Linked DNA regions of Ovis aries: region 2 is linked to region 1. The links are chromatin contacts, called in public Hi-C maps. All regions are on one chromosome and are shown on one strand. Each heading gives the region's core, a stretch centred on a gene start, on an enhancer-like site or on the middle of the called end of the contact. The rest is flanking DNA. Distances are from core to core; before and after follow the strand shown. Region 1 overlaps EBF1 (EBF transcription factor 1). Region 2 holds the start of EBF1 (EBF transcription factor 1).

Evidence for each region. A called contact is a pair of places that touch in the nucleus more often than the background predicts.
Region 2: a Hi-C map of hypothalamus shows a contact between it and region 1, with 3 times the contacts expected there. The contact joins the promoter of EBF1 here to the enhancer-like site in region 1. A contact is called at or near these places in 2 of 16 Hi-C or Micro-C datasets (hypothalamus and tail adipose tissue).

The regions. Positions count from the first base shown.
Region 1 is chr5:68,060,398-68,064,856 of ARS-UI_Ramb_v3.0, forward strand. The region is part of intron 6 of EBF1 (EBF transcription factor 1); the gene reads right to left. Among named protein-coding and RNA genes, the nearest start is that of EBF1, 210 kb to the right of the region's middle. Within about 2 kb of position 1,359, at least 9 of the 54 cell types and tissues checked have an H3K27ac peak or open chromatin away from gene starts, as enhancers often do. A contact at or near this core is called in hypothalamus, where this site is marked.
Region 2 is chr5:68,274,246-68,278,364 of ARS-UI_Ramb_v3.0, forward strand. EBF1 (EBF transcription factor 1) reads right to left here and starts at 1,277. Exons shown (of 16, transcript XM_012178874.5): 1 at 262-1,277. The coding sequence starts at 395. It overlaps LOC121819668 (a long non-coding RNA gene), which reads left to right and starts at 1,451. Exons shown (of 3, transcript XR_009600725.1): 1 at 1,451-1,771.

The sequences.
Region 1 (4,459 bases), core at 109-2,608:
ATATGACAGAGACTCAATGGGAAGAAACTTACGTAGAAAAGCACATTACATGAAAGGCAAGGCTGAGAAAAATAAAATCACGTTCAAAAGTCACAGGAAGTTTGACTTTATTAATAAAGAGAGAAAAAAAATACAGAGAGGCAGATAATCTAGCACCTGACCAGCCCCAGTGTTTCTACAATGAGCTGTGAATGTGAGTAATTCCTAAAGTCCCAATAAGATTGTGAAACACTTAGGGCAAAGACAGGGCCACACGCCTTCTCTCTCTCTCTCTCTCTCAGAGATTCCACCGTCTGATCACCTCATTTAACACACACACACACACACACACACACGAAGATATGGGGGTGCGGACAGGTTCAATGACCAGCCCAAATCACACAACCCACTAGTGGCAGGAAGCTCATTCACCAGCAAGAATCCATGCCTATTGACTCCTTACCCTGAACATTTTTCTAACTGCCCAGCTGCCTCTTTTAGGGGGCTCTTGATAAACACTGCCAAGCTCTGGGGGATCTGAGCAAGGAAAGGAGGGAGGGTCTGATGTACCTTGGGGCTACTGACATGCTACATCATGCTGTCCCCCGCCATCCAAACCTAGCTCAAAAGAGTTTCACACAAGTGAAACAGCAGCTTTGGAAAAATGGGTAAGGATACAGTGAAAGCTCAAAGTTAATGATTTTTAAATGAGGAGAGCTAGATGGAAATGCAGAGGAAAGAAAAGCTTGAAGGATTTATTATCAATCTGACCATAAAGATGATCAGGCAAGATGAAAGATGCACTGTATGCATATATACACACTTGTATATTGCCACACTTGTATGCCCAGCACTGTATTAACATATGTACATATTTGTTCAACAGAATCCTTCAAAGTACTCTCCCTTAGAGTCATTTTCAGACATTTCTCAAACATGATACAGATCAAAATGCAATATACAAAGTCAGGTAATGTCCCCAGCATCAAATTAAAATAGCTAACTGGCCAACAGATGGCAGCTAAAGCAAATCACTGCCGATTTAAATAAGAACGGCATTCGGTTCAGTTGCGCACATTTTTCTAGACAGAAGTTGACTGCTAAATGAAATCAACTTCAGAGTGCAGTTGTTTGTAGTACGAAGGGGAAATTACAAAAATCAAAAATGCCTCCTTTGTTCCTGGAACCTGGGGTGATTCACAAGCACGGACATCCCCAGGTCTTCTCATTTTAAATCACTAAAGGTGGACATGTCATTCACCCAGGAGGTTATTGATTAAAATAAAGAACAGGAATGTTTTCTGCATGAACCTCACTTCTGCTGGCAATGCTGTATCGCTTAGATACTGAAAGGAAAGAAGGGGGGCGGGAAACAGCAGAGAGAGGAAGGGAGCAGTCACAGACTGGGGAATAAATAACACAAAGAAGCTTTCTGGCCTGAGGACAGAGGCAGAGGTTGGCATTATTTTACATTAGAAACACTTCGTATTCAAAACGGTAATTGATAGCAGTGAAGTGTTGGGGAAAAGAGCCACTTGCGTGCAGGCAGCCTGCCCTGCCAATCAAACTCAAGCTTTCTTTGAATGAATAAAAGCTTCATGGCACTATTATGCTGATACAGTCAGACAGGACTAAAGTAGCCTGTTTGTCAAGTTTATGTGCACTGCCCCAAGCTACTTAGATTCTGATGCTTAAATAATTCCCTCAAAATCGGCCACAATTTTGGATACAGTTTTTTTTTAATCAGCACAGTATAAATCTTACCTTGGAGTTGCCCCGCACTGGCCAAAGATTGGGGAGGGGGGCACAGGTCCCCCTCCTTTGAGGACTAAGAGAGCATTTGGCTGCCTTTTGTTTAGAATCTGCGGCGCTGGAGCGTTCCGCACACAGTCTGCGTGTGCTGCGGGCTGTCTGAAGCCTGCAGACATTTGCCAGATTGCGTATTCCCAGCTCTACAGGAAGTCAGTGCAGAGAAGTCTCTCCATTGCCTTCCTTGTCATCATGGATTTGGGGTAAATAGCACCAAACCTTGCCTGCTACTAACTGATCAATGAAAACTGAAGGGCCTGGGGGTTTTTTGCTCCCTAAAGGAGATCCCAATCCTCTGCCTCCAGTGGCACGGCAGGGCTCTGGGCACAGGAAGGATTGGAAGGTTCCAGGACCCCTGTACCAGCAACGTGGGAAGCCTGAGGAAGGTCTCTAGACACTGAGGGCAGCAGGGACCCAGGAAAGCTGATAAGGAATCGGTCCCCACTGCCTGCATAGGCCTATGTGCCTCTGCCTTCCCAGTTGTCTCTGCTTAAAAATGCATATGACAAAACTGTTTTGTATTTGCAAAGAAGGACTCGTGGGTAACAATGAACAGCAATTGGGCTGGAAATAGATTTATCAGGCTTCAAGGATTATTGTTTGCTGAGCGATGGTACACACATTACTATTTCACAGTTCAGCTATGACATTATTAACCTACTGTGCAAGGATTTTATTGCCAGATTGGTCCATTTATCAAAAATAAGAGAAACTCAAAACCCCATAAGGAAGTTAACATTTCAGGCAGCCTTGGCTTTCACTTAACACCATTAATCTATCTATTTACACAAGAGCAAGAAATGTTCATTTAGTAACGTCTCTCCGTTTGGTATAAAAGCTGCAAGATGGTACTGAACGCAAGCATGAGAATGTCATCCTCATTGTCACAGGAAAAATGAGTGTTTTCTCCTTAAAATGAGTTGGAGTCCCCAGAGCCTGCCACATCTTCTGGGCTGCCAGGTACTAGAAACTTGGTGCTCAACCAGTAAAGAGCTAAATCCAAGTATTGGAACATTTAAATGCTCAAGCTGGAAAGAGAGATGTGGAGAAAGGTGGACACCCCTAATTTTAGATTTTGTGACAATATACAAAACAAAAATAAAGCAAGTTTCTTCAACAAAAAAATTTATCCAACCTTATCACAGTGAACTTTTATAATAAAAAAAAGACAAAAAAGTGATAGCAAGCAAGTCAATAATTCGCAGAGATGAAATTGATTTTGGACTACAAAGATAGTGGTCTTCTGACATACCTCCTCCAATAGGAGGTTTCAGTAACACAGAGATATTCATGGAGCAACACACACGGTCATGTCACACATCATGGAGTACTCAGGGCTACATATATACCACAAGATATCACATAGCCTTGCCATCCATGTGTGAATCTGTATGATGGTGTTAGAAATGTACTTCTCTCTGGGTAAAGACACAGGCCTTGAAAAAAAAAGGAGTGGGCAAAGTGACTCTCTTTCCATTCTTCAATCTCTTCTGTTTTCTCCTTCATTCTTTTTGTTTTATTATCTCTTTATGGAGGAGAAGACAATCGACAAGCTCATAAAAAATGCCTGCAACCACTAACATTGATCCTATCAATCTATTTTTCTTCAAAAAATGTAATATTGGAAAGAGTAAAGGGATGCCATAACAAAATAGAGGGATGGTCATTTATGGTAGGTACATATGTATGTATGTATTTATGTGTAAATATGTACATACATGTATATATCCTCCCTTCACATATACACACACAAATCAACCCTGAATGTTCATTGGAAAGACTGACGCTGAAGGTCCATTTTTTTAGGCCTCCTGATGCAAAGAGCCGACTCGTTGGAAAAGACCCTAGTGTTGGGAAAGATTGAAGGCATAAGGAGAAGAGGCAGCAGCGGATAAGATGGTTATCAGCATCACCAACGGAATGGACATGAATCTGAGCAGACTCTGGGAGTAGCGATGGATAGGGGAGCCTGATGTGTTGTTATGCATGGGGTCATAAAGAGCTGGAAATGACTTAATGACTAAACAACAACAACAATATCCTCCCTTCACTTTTATAACACACACACACATCAGTGTAGAGAAACATGCCCAAGCTATGTGGATAGTTAAAAAATTTTCAGCAAGCCCTACTGAGCTCCTCCTATAGAAAAGATTCTGCATTTGGCTAAGGGATATGTACTCTGTACTCTCTATGTAGCCTTGAATCAGTACTAGGAACTGTGTCCAGTATTTTACAAAATTATTGCATTCGTCCTCATAACAATCCCACAAGAGTAATTAGCCCCATTTTACAAATGAAGATGATAAGGCTTGGACGGGTAATGTTTGCTCAAGTAACACAGCCGATAACTTGCAGAGGCTGAGCTCTGCCTACCTCAAACCCGGTCACCCGTGTGGCGCTGATTAAGGAACCAGAGAGGACACTGCAATAAAGATATGGGCCCTATCCTGGAGGAGCCCACAGTCCAGCAGAAAAGCCATACACAGTGAATTATCAAGGCAGAAACCAACCAGCTTCATCTCAATAGAGTGAGAAGTTAGGCGGAGCATGGTGAGCTCAGCACTGACTGGGAGAAGCAGGGTCTTCCTGGAGGCCGTGTGCTCCAGCCTACACGCATTCCTCCATCACCTAGGACAAATCTGCCATGCAGGTACACACATGCCCTGTG
Region 2 (4,119 bases), core at 27-2,526, 210 kb after region 1:
TTAAAACAAAATGAAAACAGTCACAGACCAGGCAGGGTAAAGTGCCGGTAAATCGTGGGCTCCTCGCAGGCAGCTCCTGGCTCTTCGGCCGCAGGCAACCAAGACCTGGCGGCCGGGGAGCGCGGAGCCCCGGAGGCTAGCAGAGCCCAGCCGTAGACGCTAGAGCGCGGCTCGACCCCGCGGCGGCCACTGCCGCTACCGCCGCCCGGCTTTGCTGCTCGCGGCTTGCCTCCCCGGCCGCGGTCCCCCAGCGGTACCCACCTCTGCGCCGCCGTGTTGGCGTCCAGCACCCCGGCGCCCTGCATCCACGTCCGCACCGCGTTCATGCCGCTGCCCAGCGGCTCTTCCTTCATGCTGCTTCCACTCCGTTGGATGCTTTCCTGAATCCCAAACATGAAAACAACCTTTTCTTGTGGAAAATCTCCTCCCCCTTGAAAATTTGAAAAAAAAAAAAAAAAGGCAAAGAAAACGCCAGCCAGAGATTTTTTTTTTTTTTTTTTGAGTCGATGAACTCGCGCTAGATCAAGGCGGGCTGGAAAGCAAATTTTTAAAAAAATGTAAACCTTCTCTCAAAATTGAGCGATAACCCCCAAAAAGAGAGAGAGAGAGAGAGAGAGAGAAAAGGAAGGGAAAATCCAACAAAAAGACCAAAATAAAAAAAATAGAGATGTGTGCTTGGCTGTTGGGGGTTGTTTGGTTGGTTAATTTTTGGTTTGGGTGCTTTTTTTTGCTTTTTTTTTTTTTTTGCTTTTTTTTTTTTTTTTTTTTGTAATGATCACAGGCCGGTGAAGGACAGGAGGGGCTGGAGTTTCCTTTTGTAGAGGTACCGTTCACTTGAAGAAGCAGGAAGAAAAAAAAAAAAAAAAAAAAAACCCTGATGGCAATTTAAGAAACAATAGACTCAACTCGCGCTGCCGGCTTTGCTACTTCAAGTGTCATTTTCCACAACCAGGCAAGTTTTTCCTCTCTCTCTCTCTCTTTTTTTTTCCTCCTTCTCTCCCAACCAAAGATGTTTCTTTCCTTTCAGCGTGTATAGATGAGGAGGACGCTGGTTGCCGTAGACAGATACACCAGAGAGGGAGAGTAGGGTGGGGGGAAGGGGGAGGGGGTAGGGAAAGACAGAAAGAGGAAAGGAGAGGAGAGGAGAGGGAGAGAGAGAGAGAGGTGGACCCTGCTAGATAGAGATTCTGTTTTCTCCTTGCTAAAATAGAAGTGATTTGCAGGCTTTCCCTATGGAATCCAGTTTGACTCTCCCCAGAGCTAAACACAAGCACACTAACCCCAAAGGGAGGAGGCGGGGCCCGCGCCACAAGGGCCCGCCCCTTCATTTGCATAACGTCATCCTTCCGCCTCGCCGTAGCCAATCGCGGCCCCGGAGCCTCCGGGCTCTCAGCGCAGGGCCACGCTCCCTCATTAACATCCCTCACCGGGTGGCGCAGGGGAGCCGGCCAAAGTTATTTGCAAAGTGGCGAGCGAAGGATCGTTGAGTACCCGCGTCCGAGCTGCAGAGGAGCGGGGCTGAGCTGGGAAGTGCCGGGCAGAAGGGAGACAGAAGGAAGGGGAGGAGGATATTCTTCTCAGGGATTTGAGCTGGGGTCTGCATCCTGGCCATTGCAGTCCGCTTAGCATCCTCGCCGCGCTCTGAGCGCGCTCGAGGCGCACAGGCTTCGCCCTCCCAGGGTCGTGTCCTGCTCCGCTGTTCTGGGACGTCGGGGGCAAAAGTGGAGGAGACGGGAGAGCTCGGGCAGAGAAAGCAGGACGCGCATCCCAGGTGCCCACCTCTTCGCTTTGAGGAGGGGGTGGTGGGTTGGAAAAATGGGTGCGCGAGGTCGGCGCTGGGAGCTCGCGGAGGGCACTGCCTCCACGTTGGGAGAGAGGGGTGGACCCTGGGCCGGGGCAAGGGAAGCGCTGTGGATCCCCAGAGAGAGGTGGACCGGGCTTTGCCTCTAGTCAAGTCTCTGAAACACTTCTCGCTGGGCCGCTTGCCTGGAGACAGCCGGCGTTAGGCACTGGCCTCACGTGCTCACTTCTTTGGCGCATTCTGCGGGATGGATAGGTAAACGGTGGAACGAATGCTCTCACTGTAGATGTGCCAGGCTGCGTTTTAAAATTTTGCTGGCGTTCAATCCCCACCCTCTCATCTCCGCCCCCCAAATAGATTCTTCCCTTAGTGTAACTACCAAAGCAAAAACAACGTCTCTGATGAGTTACTTGGTGTAGGGTTTCTCTCTTCCTTGTTCTTTCTGTTAAAATTGGAGCTTGAACAAACCCTCCCCCAACTTCTGCCTCTGCGACCTGTCCAGAAAGAAAGATCTGGAGAAGGAGGGAATGAAGGGAGGGAAAGAGGGAAGAAGGAAGGGAAGAAGAAATGGTCCCCTACCTCAGATCTTTCAACATATATGGTTGTGGCTGGCAAAGGAAATAGCTAGATGTTTCTGGGTAATGCACCCCATCATTTTTTAGCAGGTTGTAACCTCTAATAAGCACATGGTGAACTTCTGTTTCATTGCTCTCAAAGGAACTCCCTGACTGCAGCCAAATCTGCTAAAGGCTCCTTCGGGGAAATTCTCTGCCAGAAATCCAGGTCCCCTTTCTGCCTGCCTTTCTTGGCCCTTTGATTTAGGAAGCTCATGGGGTCATTGATAGAAAAGTACATATGCCCATGTTGAATGGAATGGAGACAGGCAGAAGTTATGGTTTGTGCTCTTCACAGTGCAGGAAAGTGAGAGCCACTTCCAGACTAGTTGAAAGACTATTTCAGGCCTGAGGATACATGGCCACTGTCTTCAACACTGCTTTATCTCTTGTGCACAAAGCCTGCCCACTCTCATACCACTTAACTTGGACCACTTAATGTGCTGAGCTTTTTCCCTGGTACCATAACTAATGCCACTTCCTCCAAGATGCTCTTGAAGAGATCCATTTGACCCAGCAGGATCCCCACACCTTCTACCAGGCATTAAGTAGATGTTCCTGAGGGATATGTTGGTGGAAACACTGGAAGGATTATAGATCTGTGAAGAGGCAAAATGGAAGGCTGGACATCCATCTCTACAGTATTTAACTGTATAATTGAAACCTGGACTGCTGAAAACGTCTCAAAACTCCAAGTTTAGGCCCAAAGGGTATCTAGAGCCAACCCCTTCCCCTTCCTGGACCTCTCTGCCCACTCTGCCTTCTTTCCTGCCCTGCCTTCTCTAAAGGGATCCTTCAAAGAAGGGGGACCAGGATGCAGAGGCCACCCTCCCATCCAAGAGTCCCAGATAGCACTGGCAAAAGACAGAGATATCCCTCTCTTTAACTTCCTGAATCTCTATTTTATGCTCCAGTAAACGGTGTTCAGGACTCCAAGTGGAGTCTGGTGAGGTACAAACCCCAGTAATGAGGAACACACAATGAGGGATCAGATCACTGCCAAAGGTGACAGAGAAAGGAGAGACACAGCCACCACCCTGAGGACCAGGATCAGTGGAAGTAACTCAACAGATGGATTTCTAGAGCTGGGGTGGCGGGGGGGGGGGGGGGGGGGGGGGGGGGGGGGGGGTCAAGCAAATCTAGACACACTCTGCAAATGATGTGTTTGTGAAGGGGCCTGAAGCTGCCTCATCCAAAAGAGAAACTGGCCCAGAGAAATTCAGGCAGCCCAGTTCCTGCCTGAGAGCCAAGAATCTCCAGGAACTACATAAGAGGAAGACAACCTCCACATCTACCAGGCCTTGGGAGAAAAAAAGTACTAATAAAAGGAGACAGGAAAGTTGATATGACCAAGTTCATTTGTACAGAGGTAGTAGAGGTTTCATCTGGGATGGTGAGTGTGTTTTATTTTAATCAAGCACAGTGTATCTGGAGCTTTCCTTCTGAGTGTGCTTGTGCTTTCTCACTCAGTAATAACTGTTTAAGTAGGAAGGAAGCTAAAGAGAAGGTGGAAAAGAGACAAAGAGGGTGATAGAAAACTGGAAATGACACCCAGGCCAGCAGACTGGTAGCTTTTTGTAGCTTTCCTCTGGTGAATACTGAACTAGCCACTGGCAAGTTTAAACTTTGAAAAATGTCTTAAACGCTTTTCAGTCTTTCCTCACGTAAGGTTTGCACCACCTCCAAAAAGCAAAACGTGTGTGT